Linked DNA regions of Mus musculus: region 1 is linked to region 2. A link is a contact called in public promoter capture Hi-C data. All regions are on one chromosome and are shown on one strand. Each heading gives the region's core, a stretch centred on a gene start, on an enhancer-like site or on the middle of the called end of the contact. The rest is flanking DNA. Distances are from core to core; before and after follow the strand shown. Region 1 holds the start of Spata2 (spermatogenesis associated 2). Region 2 holds the start of Zfp335 (zinc finger protein 335).

What was found. Capture Hi-C pulls out chosen DNA fragments and counts their contacts.
Region 1: a promoter capture Hi-C map of liver shows a contact between it and region 2, with 2.3 times the contacts expected there. The contact joins the promoter of Spata2 here to the promoter of Zfp335 in region 2. A contact is called at or near these places in 1 of 39 promoter capture datasets (liver) and 1 of 9 other capture datasets (liver).

Annotation. Positions count from the first base shown.
Region 1 is chr2:167,488,940-167,494,195 of GRCm38.p6, reverse strand. Spata2 (spermatogenesis associated 2) reads left to right here and starts at 1,322. Exons shown (of 3, transcript NM_170756.2): 1 at 1,322-1,437. It also overlaps a transcript of Rnf114 not described here.
Region 2 is chr2:164,909,876-164,915,698 of GRCm38.p6, reverse strand. It overlaps Zfp335 (zinc finger protein 335), which reads left to right and starts at 3,949. Exons shown (of 28, transcript NM_199027.2): 1 at 3,949-4,182; 2 at 4,827-5,077. The coding sequence starts at 4,877. It overlaps Zfp335os (zinc finger protein 335, opposite strand), which reads right to left and starts at 4,266. Exons shown (of 2, transcript NR_166490.1): 1 at 3,949-4,266.

The DNA of each region.
Region 1 (5,256 bases), core at 73-2,572, 2.6 Mb before region 2:
TTGGTTTTTTTGAGACAGGGTTTCTCTGTATAGCCGTGGCTGTCCTGGAACTCACTCTGTAGACCAGGCTGGCCTCGAACTCAGAGATCTGCCTGCCTCTGCCTCCCAAGTGCTGGGATTAAAGGCATGCACCACCACTGCCTGGCTAGCAGTTTCTATGTAATTCATTCTGGCTACATCTCACCAGGGAGCTGGTATTATTATTGTTGTTGTTGCTATTGCTTTTAGCAGGTATTATGATGCAGGTCAGAGACTAAGTGGCAAGATCAAGGACACACTGCTAGTAGCCAGTTAAGTCCACACTGGGTGTCTCCCCACCCTCTTTTTTTCCTTGTTTGGAATGGAACCCAGGAAATACACACAATCTAGACAAGGGTTCTAGGACTGGGCTGCAGCTCCAACCTTTTATTTATTTATTTATTTTTTTGAGGGAGGAGCTCGATAAGTTACTCACCCTAGCTTTAAACTCACACTCCTCCTGACTCAGCTTTCCAAATAGTTAGGATTACAGAACCACACAGTGAGGTCGTCTATGAATTAATAGGAATCTACTATTTCCATTAATAATAATAATGCCCAGTTATTACTTGAGAAAGAGTTTCCCTATGTAGCAATTTCCTTTTACCTATATGAGCATGTTGCCTGAATCTACCTATGTGCATCACGTACATGCCAGATAACCGTGGAGGTGAGAGGTCAGATCCGCTGGTACTGGTGTTAATGGATGGTTGTAACCCGCCACGTGGGTGCTGGGAACGGAACCCAGGTACTCTGCAAGCAACAAGTGCAAACTGCAGAGCCCTCTCCTAAGCCTTTTTGACCCCGCCACCCCACCCCACCGGCATCCTTAACCTCCATAGCCAGCAGTAACACCCAAGGCCCTCTCCAGTCTCGCATGACCTCCGTCGTTCCTTCATTGAAATGGGATCGCAGGTCTTCCTGTCAGTCCGGGCTCTCCAGCACTGTCCTGACCAAGGGGAAGTTGATGAGGTGAAAAAAAACCCCAAGAAAACAAAAACCAATCTCCCCGCTCGCTCAGCAACCTGTTTCCATGACAACCCGGCCAGCCAGCGTCGGTGAAGCTCCGCGCGTCACTTCCAGTTAATTTGCTTCCGGGTTCCGCTCGTGCCTCCCCGCGGTCCCTAGGAGTGAGGTCCGGTTCTACGGAGAAGCGCTTGCCCTCCGCCTACTGCCGCCGCCTCTCCGTTCCTCGCGTACACCAGCTCGCCACAGGCTTCCGCCGCTCACGCCTGGGCCCAGCGCGCAGCCGCGATCCAGCCTTCCTCAGGGCCCGCCTTCGTGCGTCACTTCCGGAACAAATACTTCCGGGCTGCTTTTGCCCCCGGTACTGTTCTCGGTTCCCGGAGCCGGCGGGAGCGGCCGGGCCGTGTGGGCCTGTGCTTTGGAGGCGCTCGCTTTCCTGGCAGGCAGCGGTGGGTGAGTGCGGGTGGGGCAGGAGGGTGGACCCCTGCGCGCGCTGTCACCGGCCAGGCCCTCGGCTCTGTCCCGCGGCCGCGGCGGCTCCGGGCGGCTGGTCGCAGCACTGGCTCCCCGGTGATGGCACACGCGCCCCCGGCGCCCCCGGCGCCCCCGGGGGCAGGCACCGCGCTATGGCTCTCAGTAGGGAGGGGAGGCTGATCTAGCTTTGGATTTACCGAGTGACCTTGGCTGAGTCGCTCTGCTTCGGGATCCTTGGTCTCCCGGTCTATGGAGGAGGGACGCGGCGGCCTTCCGGGCCCGCGGTGGGCGTGGAAAGAGGACCCGGGTGTTGCACGGTGTCGGGGTGCAGCAGCGATGTTATGACAGGTCCCGGTATTTCAGTGACAGACGGAGGGGCGTTTGCGAGAGCTTGCCCAGTTTGTGCGATGCCCTGGGTTCTGACCCTAGTCCCCAGCACCACCGACAAAAGACACCACCAGTGGGAACTCCTTCCTTTGAGCTTGGGCGTTTTCCCCGCTGCCATGTCGGTCAGAGGAAGACGGCTCGCAGAGCTTGGAGTAGCCGCCACAGGTTTACATTCCCTGTAGAGAGGGGACTTGGCTCCCTTCAGAACCGAGAGAGGCTCTCCGGGGAGGGAAGCCAGGCTCCAGCACAGCCAAGGTTGTTTTCAGAGCTTTGGAAGGCCCCGGTGGCAGTGTTTCTGTAGGCTAGTAGGGGTGTAGGGCCCTTGTATTGTTTTACAGCCAGTAGGAGATGCCAGGGGTGGATCTGGGAGCCTCTTGCTTAGAATGAATGCATAGAGGTTGGGAGGAGGGAACGGTGGTAGAGCCACATCCCTGATCCTGTGTGGAGACTGAAGCTGGATCAGGGATGTGTAAACATGTAGTTGGAGAACTGGGACCCAAATAGCATGTGCCAGTATAGAGAGGGAATGCATTTCAGCGTTGCCACGGGGCTTATTTTTCTTGAGTGGGCCAGCAAAGATAAAGGTGAACCATTGCTCTCCTTCCCGGATTATTTTGGTTCTGTTTAGCTGAATTTTAAATGCGTTCAGCTTTCCACACTGGGTCCTGGCGACTGTGCGCCAGCCTCGTCTTCACTGAATTGCTTTACAAAGGGGCCCAGATAAGTGCAGGAGGTGCCACCCAGAGCCGATGGCACTAAGCATCCTTCTGCTTATGTGTTCCGGATATTCACAGAGCTTTATTTTTTTCCCCCTGCCAGCCTGGTATGGCTTGGCATTCCAGTCATTGGGTTGCTTGGAGAAATTAACAGCTTCTGTCTCTGGGCTGTCTTGCTCTCCAGTAACCAGGCTGTGTTTAGCAAAGAACGTGTTTTTTGTTGTGTTTTCTAGAGTGTTGGGAATAAATTGCTGGCTCTGTGCTCAGAAAAGACAGCAGTTAGGGCCAGCCACAAGGCAGCCTGTATTCTTATTCAGCAGGGATGATGTAACTGCCTCACTGCTGGCTGGTCTCTGGCCAGCCTTTCTCCTGGGCTTTTGAGCTTACATCACAAAGAGATTGGTGTGGGAAGATGGCAGTTTTGCTACTACCAGACTTTGCTTCCCAGCCATAGGGCGTTTTGACTGACCAAGCCTCTCAAGGAGCCCAGTCCAGAAGATGCAGCAAGAAGATGGCTTTTGCCTAGGGTTAGATTCAAATCCAGGTCTCAGATCCGCTCCTTCTTGGCCCTGTGACTTCAGTTTCTTCTGAAATATTAGAGTCATCCTATGGATCTTACTGATTTTTGAGCAGCTGGCACGGGGCCTGCTTGTGGTGACCCCTTTGTAATTGGTACCAATTGTAGCCAGAAACAAGTGAGCTGAATGAGAGGAAGTCAGTTCTTGGGGCCTGTTGGCCCTTTTGGCTCTGCCAGAGACATTGATTGCAGCTGAGCCTCTGTTTCCCCAATTGCTTCAAGGATGCAGTGGCAGATGTGATTAAACTGGGGAGCCTGTCGTGCCACTTGGAACGTAGTAGGCCCTTGTTCACTGTTTCATTCTCTTACCCCGCTTTGTGTGGTTGTTTTCTGGTGTTCACACCTGTGCATCTAGCCAAAGAGGAAGCCAGAGATTGCATGACTTTCTCTTAATCTTTCCACTTTAAATTTTCTTTCATTATTTTTATTTTATGTGATTGGGTATTTTGTTTTCATGCATGTTTGGACTGTGAGTCTCTAAAAGAGTGTCAGATTCCCTGGGGCTAGAGTTACAGGCTGTTGTAAGCCCCCATGTGGGTTCTGGGAATTAAATCCAGGTTCTCTGTAAAAGCAGACAGTGCTTTTAACCATTGAGCAATCTCTCCACACCTCTCCCACCACGCACACACATTTTTTTTAGGAAGACATTATTTTTATTAGATATTTTCTTCATTTACATTTCAAATGCTATCCCCAAAGCCCCCTATACCCTCTCTCCGCCCCATTTTTTTTTTTAATGTGTATATGCCTGTGCACTCTGGGCATCCGGGTGTGCACAGAAGTCAGAAGAGGGAGTTGGATCCTCTGGCACTGGAGTTATGGGCAGCTGTGAGCCATTATATGGGTGCTGGAAATCAAGCGCAAGTTCCCTGTAAGGACAGGTGTTTTTAACCACCGAGCCATCTCTCCAGCCACCACTGCCTCCTTTTCTTCCCTCTCTCCTTCCTTCTTTTTCTTTTCTTTTTCTTTCTTTCTTTCTTTCTTTCTTTCTTTCTTTCTTTCTTTCTTTTTTTTTTTTTTTTGGTTTTTGTTTTTTTGTGTTTTTTCAAGACAGGGTTTCTCTGTATATCCCTGGCTATCCTGGAACTCACTTAGTAGACCAGGCTGGCCTCAAACTCAGAAATCCACCTGCCTCTGTCTCCCAAGTGCTGGGATTAAAGGCATGCGCCACCACCGCCTGGCCACGTTCTTTTTCTTTTTTCTTCATTCTTTCTTTTCTCTCTCTTTTCCTCCAGTGCTGGCTACAGTGTGCACAGTGCCCTGCTCTCTGTAGCCCAGGCTGGCCTTGAACTCTTAGAGATCTTCCCATTCTAACCCGAGTGCTGGGATTGCAGGCATTCATTTGCTATTGCCCTTCTCCTCTTTCAGCCTGTTCTTCTTGAGAGTCGTCCAGACAGGGCTTAAGTGAGTGGCAGTCCTCCTGCCTCAGCCTCTTGAGGGCTGGTATATTGTTAGGATTCTCTAGAGTCACAGAACTTATGGATAGTCTCTCTATAGTAAGGGAATTTGTTGTGATGACTTACAGTCTGTAGCCCAGCTCCCCAACTATGGTCAGCTGTGAATGGGAAGTCTGAGGATCCAGTAGTTGCTCAGTCCCACGGGGCTAGTGGGTTCCAACAGATGTGCTGGCAAGTAAGTGCAAGCAGGCAAAGAAGAGCCAAGCTTCCTTCTTCCCATGTCCTTATGCAGGTCTTCAGCAGAAGGTGTGGCCCAGATTAAAGGTGGGACACCACGCCTGGATCTGGGACTTGTTTTTGTCCCAGGCTGGCCTTGAACTCAGATCTCTTTGCTTCAGTCTCCTGGGATTCATAGCCACTGTGCCTCAAGATCTCCATGCCAAGATCCAGGTCAGAAACTTGTATCTCCCAGCTTCAAGACCTGGATCGCAGGTGAGCCTTCCGATTCTGGACTGTAGCTCATTCCAGATAGAGTCAGGTTGAAGCCAGGAAGAGCCACTGCCGCCGGGTTGGTTTCTGGGCATGGGCTCCTGCTACTCTCAGCTTCAGGATTCTTCCCACGTGACTTCCCATTTCAGGACCATGAGCACACACTAAAGCAGTGGGTCTCCTTTCCTTTTTTTTGTTTGCCAGCAGCAAACAGGGTGTAAAGTGTGGGCCA
Region 2 (5,823 bases), core at 2,700-5,199:
CCTGGAACTCCCTCTGTAGACCAGACTGGCCTCGAACTCAGAAATCTGTCTGCCTCTACCTGCCAAATGCTGGGATTAAAGGCGTGCGCCACCACTGCCCGGCATGCTGACTAGTTTTATGTCAACTTGATAAAAACCACAGTTAGAGAGGAGGGAGCCTCTCTATGACTGGGCTGTTGATAAGTAAGCCATGAAACAATTTAGTGATTAATGTAGGAGGGCCCAGCCCATTGTGAGTGATGCCACCCTGAGCTGGTGGTCCTGGGTTCTATAAGAAAGCAGGCTGAGCAAGCCAGGAGGTGAAAGCTGTAAAGCCGTATCCTCCATGGCCTCTGCATCAGCTCCTGCCTCCAGGTTCCTGCCCTGCTTGAGTTCCTGACCTCACTGAGGATGAACTGACGTGTAAGAGAAACTAATAAACCCTCTCCTTCTCAGGTTGCTTTTGATCGTAATTTTTTTTTTTTTTTTTAAGACAGGGTTTCTCTGTGTAGCCCTGGCTGTCCTGGAACTCACTCTGTAGACCAGGCTGGCCTCGAACTCAGAAATCCGCCTGCCTCTGCCTCCTGAGTGCTGGGATTAAAGGCGTGCACCACCACACCTGGCCTTAAGTTGCTTTTGATCGTAATATTTAATCATAGCAAAAAAAAAAAAAATTCCAAAGCAGGGTTCAAAAGCTATATTGAAATTGATTTTTCTTTGTTAAATTAACTTACTAGAAGAGATATGAATGAATAGACAGGCAGACAGCAACATGGCAGGGCACCGAGGGGTCAGCCAGCCCAAACCTTTTGGTTACTGCAGATAACTTGCCAGTAACAACAATTAAAGACAACCAATCAAAAAACAAAAACCCCCAATATCTTAGATACATTTCTTGTTTTTTGGGTTTTTTTTTTTTTTTTTTCGAGACAGGGTTTTTCTGTGTAGCCCTGGCTGTCTTGGAACTCACTTTGTAGACCAGGCTGGCCGCGAACTCAGAAATCCACCTGCTTCTGCCTTAGATACATTTCTATTGCTGTTTAGAGACCCCATGACCAAGGCAACTTATAAGGGAAAAAAATTATTCTGATTCATGGTTCCAGAGGGTAAGAGTCCATGGTCATGCTGCCCAGGAGCATGGCAGCAGGCAGGGAGGCATGAAGCTGGCCCCATAGCTAAGAACTTCCATCCGGATCCACTAGTCAAAGGCAGAAAGAGCTAACTAAATGGGCTGAGCTTTTGAAACCTCGAAGCCCACCTCTCAATGACACGCCTCTTCCAAATAGGCCATAACCCCTAATCCCTCCCAAACCAATTCCACCAGCTGGGAACCAAGCATTCAGATATAGGAGCCTACAGGAGCCATTCTCACTTCAGATGCTATGAAGTGCGGGGCCCGGTGAGATGCATCTGTAATTCTGATGCTCAGGAGGGAGAAGCAGGAGTGTGGGTTACACAGTGAGACTGTTTAAAATGACACTGACACATCCCTACAGCACCTGGTACGGTTCCTCCTCTTCCTTCTTGGCTTCTGTTTTCTCAACTGTCCACTCTAATGTCCTTTAGGTGAGAGCAGCTGTCTTCTCCACTTGCAGAATTTTTTCTGACAACATGTTCTGCTGAGAACCCTTGATTGGCAGTGAGAAAACCAGGGTTTGAACTGGCCTTAGTGGCTCATACCTACAATTCAGGCCCTTGGGAGGTAGAGGCAGGAGTATTCGGAGGTCATGGTCAGCCTTGGCTAAGCAGCAAGTTCAAGGCCAACCTAGGTCTCAATAGACCCAGGGTGTAGGTGTCTATGTGCACATACCTTTTTGTTTTATCTCCATTATTTAACACTTATTATGTGCATGCATGTCTGTGTAGAGGTATGTACAAGTGACTGCAGTTGTCCAAGAAGGGCCAGAAGAGGATGCCCCTGGAGCTGGAGTTATTGGTTAGCTGTAGCCATCAGAAGTGGCTGCTGGGAACTAAACTTGCTCCTTCTGCAGGAAGAGTCTATGTCATAGTCACTGAGCCAACTCTCATGCAGTTCCCCAAACCCAAGCCAACAGAGGCAGGAAGCAGAGGGTGAGCAAACAAAACCAGCAGCCCTGAGAACCTGAGCCACAGCTGCCTCTCTTGGCCCCGCCCCTTTCTGTTCTATGGTGAAGCTGCTAGTGTCTCTCTAGACCAGGATCTTCTGGAATCCTGTCCCCTGGTTAGGGCTGGACTTCAGCTGGGCTGGCTGAAGATGTGATGGCTATGAGCTCAGTGCGACCACCCCTGGATGTCCTGGCCTAAGTGACCTTGTCAAGAGACAGAAGGCATCCAGTAGGATACAGGAAGGATATAAAGAAGTTGTTAAAACCAACCCGCCATGAAGCTAGCCCAAATGTAGGTCTCAAGGATTGTTCTAGAGGCCTGATAATGCTGGGTGGGAAGGAGGTACAGTGAGGATGGGCCTCCTCCACAGGCCTCTTGGTCTATTTCTATCAAAGAGGAAACACGAGGAAGGGAGAACTTTCTGTGACAAGAGCGTAGGAGCCCTTGTGTCCAGGTGCTAGTGATAACTCAAAGCCACTTGTCCTTTTCACTGAATTCATTTTTCTTCTCCTCTTTTTTTTTTGTTTGTTTATTTTTTGAGACAGGGTTTCTCTGTGTAGCCCTGGCTGTCCTGGAACTCACTCAGTAGATCAGGCTGGCCTCGAACTCAGAAATCCGCCTGCCTCTGCCTCCCAAGTGCTGGGATTAAAGGAGTGTGCCATCACCGCCCCGCTTTTTTTTTTTTTTTTTTTTTTTTTAGTACACGGTTTTTGTGTCCTGAAACTAACTCTGTAGACCAGGCTGGCTTTGAACTCACAGAGATCCACCCGTTTCTGCCTTTCCATTTCTGGGTTTAAAGGTGTGTGCCACCACTCCCTGGCTCTTTCCATTTCCTTTTCTTTCTCTCTTTTTTTTTTCTTTTCTTCTTCTCTTCTCTTTTCTGTTTTGAGATATGGTCTCGCTATGTAGACCTGGCTGTTCCGGAACTATGTAGAGCAGACTGGCCTCAAACTCACAGAAATCCGCCTGCCTCTGCCTCCCAAGTGTTAGGACTCAAAGGCGTGCAGCACCAGGGCCCGGCTTTAAGCATGTATTTATTGTTATGTCTGTAAGTGCACACATGACACTAAGAGCGCGTGGAGGTGGGTGGACAGCCTGGAAGAGACGGTTCTCTCCTTTTACCATGTGGTTTCTGGGAAAAACTTACTACATAGCTCCAGCTGGTCTATGTAAGTCAAGTGAGGTTAGCCTGCCTCTCCGGAGTGCTAGATTAAAAGCATGAGCCACCACCACACTGGGCCCAAGGACTGTAGACTTCTAAAAATACCTAACACTGCCTGCGTGCGTGCATGCGCGTCTATGAGCGCGTGTGTATGCTAGGAATAGGACGCAGGGCCTCGTGTTTGCCACTGAGCTAATTCCCCAACTTCTAAACACACCTACACTGATCAGAGGACAGCTGGGTGTCTGGCCCTCCAGTCCTAGTAAGAAATACAGCTGCGAAGTGCACCGTGGCCTAAGCATTAACTCTTCTTCAAACATCCCTGACCTCTGCCATTACCCGATCCCCCAAGTCGCCTTAGTTGTGATTCCTGACCAGCCTTTCCTGTCCTCAAACCTCGGTTTTGCCATCTGTACTACGGCACAGCAAGCCCAACCCGGGAGAACCCGATCTGGCTCGAGTGGAGCTTTAAGCTACAGGTGAAAAACCAGGAAAATGACTGACGTTCCCTCCCCTCTGGACACCTCTAAACCATCCCAGGTCGCGACGGTTCTCTAAGCGACCCCTGGAGGTGTGGCTAGACGCTGGGGGCCACACCCACGAGAGCCGGGCGCCTCCGCCGCGCCTTGTCCGGCGAGTCCGGGCTGGGACCTGCGTGACGTCATGCCACTTCCCGTGTAGCCCTCCGCCACACGAAAAAGTAGTCCCCGTACCCAGCTGACCTCAGCCCTAACACCGGGCAGCATGTGACTTCTAGAGTCCTCCTGGACCCGACGACGGCTCTGAGTCCTCCGAGAGGCCTTCTGAAACCCCGCAGATCTCTCTCTCCCGGGGGGACGGCGGCGGAAGTAGTTCCGGTTCGAGGGCGGCCGATGGGTTCCTCCGCGACGGGGGTGAGAGGATGGCGACCTCGTCGATGCCGGAGTCGGAGAGCGACACAGCAGCCAGAGGCTCAGGTTAGCGGCAGCCGGAGGCGGGCTGCCCCTCCGCACACTGCCGTGCACCGGGGCCCTGCCGCGAGGCTGCCGGGTGGCGGACTCCCGGGCCGGCGGGGCTGTCCGAACAGGGCCCCGGGGTCCCAGGCCCTTTAGCCGCTCTCGCATTTGCCTGAGCGGAAACCCAGCGCCGCCACAAGATGGCGCCGGGCCTGGAGCTCAGGCAGCGCCGGGGACAGCCCCGAGACACCAGGCCCCGCGACCGTCGCTGTCAGCCCCCTCCGCAGGGGAGTCCGGGGAGGGGGAGTGAACCACTGACCCCGGGGGCCTGCGGGCTGTACCACCGGCTCCTCATCCGAGGGGACACGGGGGCCGGAGCGCCGGGCCGCTGTGTCCGCCCAGGGTCGATTCATGCCTCTGGGAGGAGCAAGGAGCCGTGATCACCCACCGGGACCACCCTTCTTCCCAAAGGGTCCTAGCCTGAGAGGCCAGGCGTCCCTATTCTTTTCTGGAAGGTTCCCTTTCCAGGAAACCCCGTCCCATCTAGTCCGATGCTCAGTCTTTGCATCTGCAGAATGGGCACACCGGTGCATCTGGGTGGGTTCTGCTTGGCCGGGCCCGAAAGGTGGACCACTTGTTGCAACCATGGTCGTATCGCCCAGCAGAGTGAAAGCCTCAAACCCCGCGCTTCGCTGTCAGTCGGTCCCCAGAACCAATGGAGGAGAACGAGGTGGAGAGCAGTAGCGACGCGGCCCCTCGGCCCGGCCAGCCTGAGGAGCCTTCTGAGAGCGGCCTGGGTGTGTGCACCTCGGAAGCTGTGTCCGCGGACAGCAGCGACGCTGCGACCGTCCCAGGATTAACGGAGGCTGACGACTCTGGCGTCGGGCAGAGCTCGGACGGTGGCAACCACTCTGTGGTATGGATCAGTGTGGATGGTGTGGGCAGGGGGACCGTCAGCAAAGCCTACTTGTAGAAAATAACTGTTTTTGAGGCAGACGCCAAGCCATGCCATGCCAAACTGCTGTGGTCGGTTTTGACAAGTCCCATGGCTAAGAGACATACTTAAACCACTTGTTTCCAGAATCTTCAGAAAGGGAAACTGAGGCAGAGCGTGCTTGCTATCGACAGAGCCAGAATTATCCATGGTCTTACCCAGAGCCCTCAGGCTCCATGAGCCCGGTTCAAATGTTGATCCATCTCAGTTATCTTAGTCTTCCCATCTGTCAAATGGAACGGGAGGGCCGGGTTCTATGGGTGCTAGGCTGTAAGGGGAAACTGAGCCATGTTTTCCTGACCCATTACTTTGTGATTTGAGCAGGTTACCCAGGTTCTAGCCCTCATCTTCTCTGTTAAGTGAAAATTAGAAACATAGTCATCTCTGGTAGCTTCATAAGTAATTTTGCGAGATGGGGATTGTATCTGGACTCCACTTGATGGAGATATGAAGTAGTGGCCCTGGGTGTGCAGTTTAGGGTTTCATTATGTCAGCAGAAGTGGGCCTACCCTGGGGGTCTAACTTATGCTATATTACAGGGTTACTGCTAGGGACAGGACAGGTGTGGTCCAGGTCCTTGCAGAGAACACAGATTGGTGTGGAAAATGTTGAGGTGCGGGGGTGGGCTGGGATTGTGCTGAGGAACTGGGTCCATAGAGGAAAGCTTC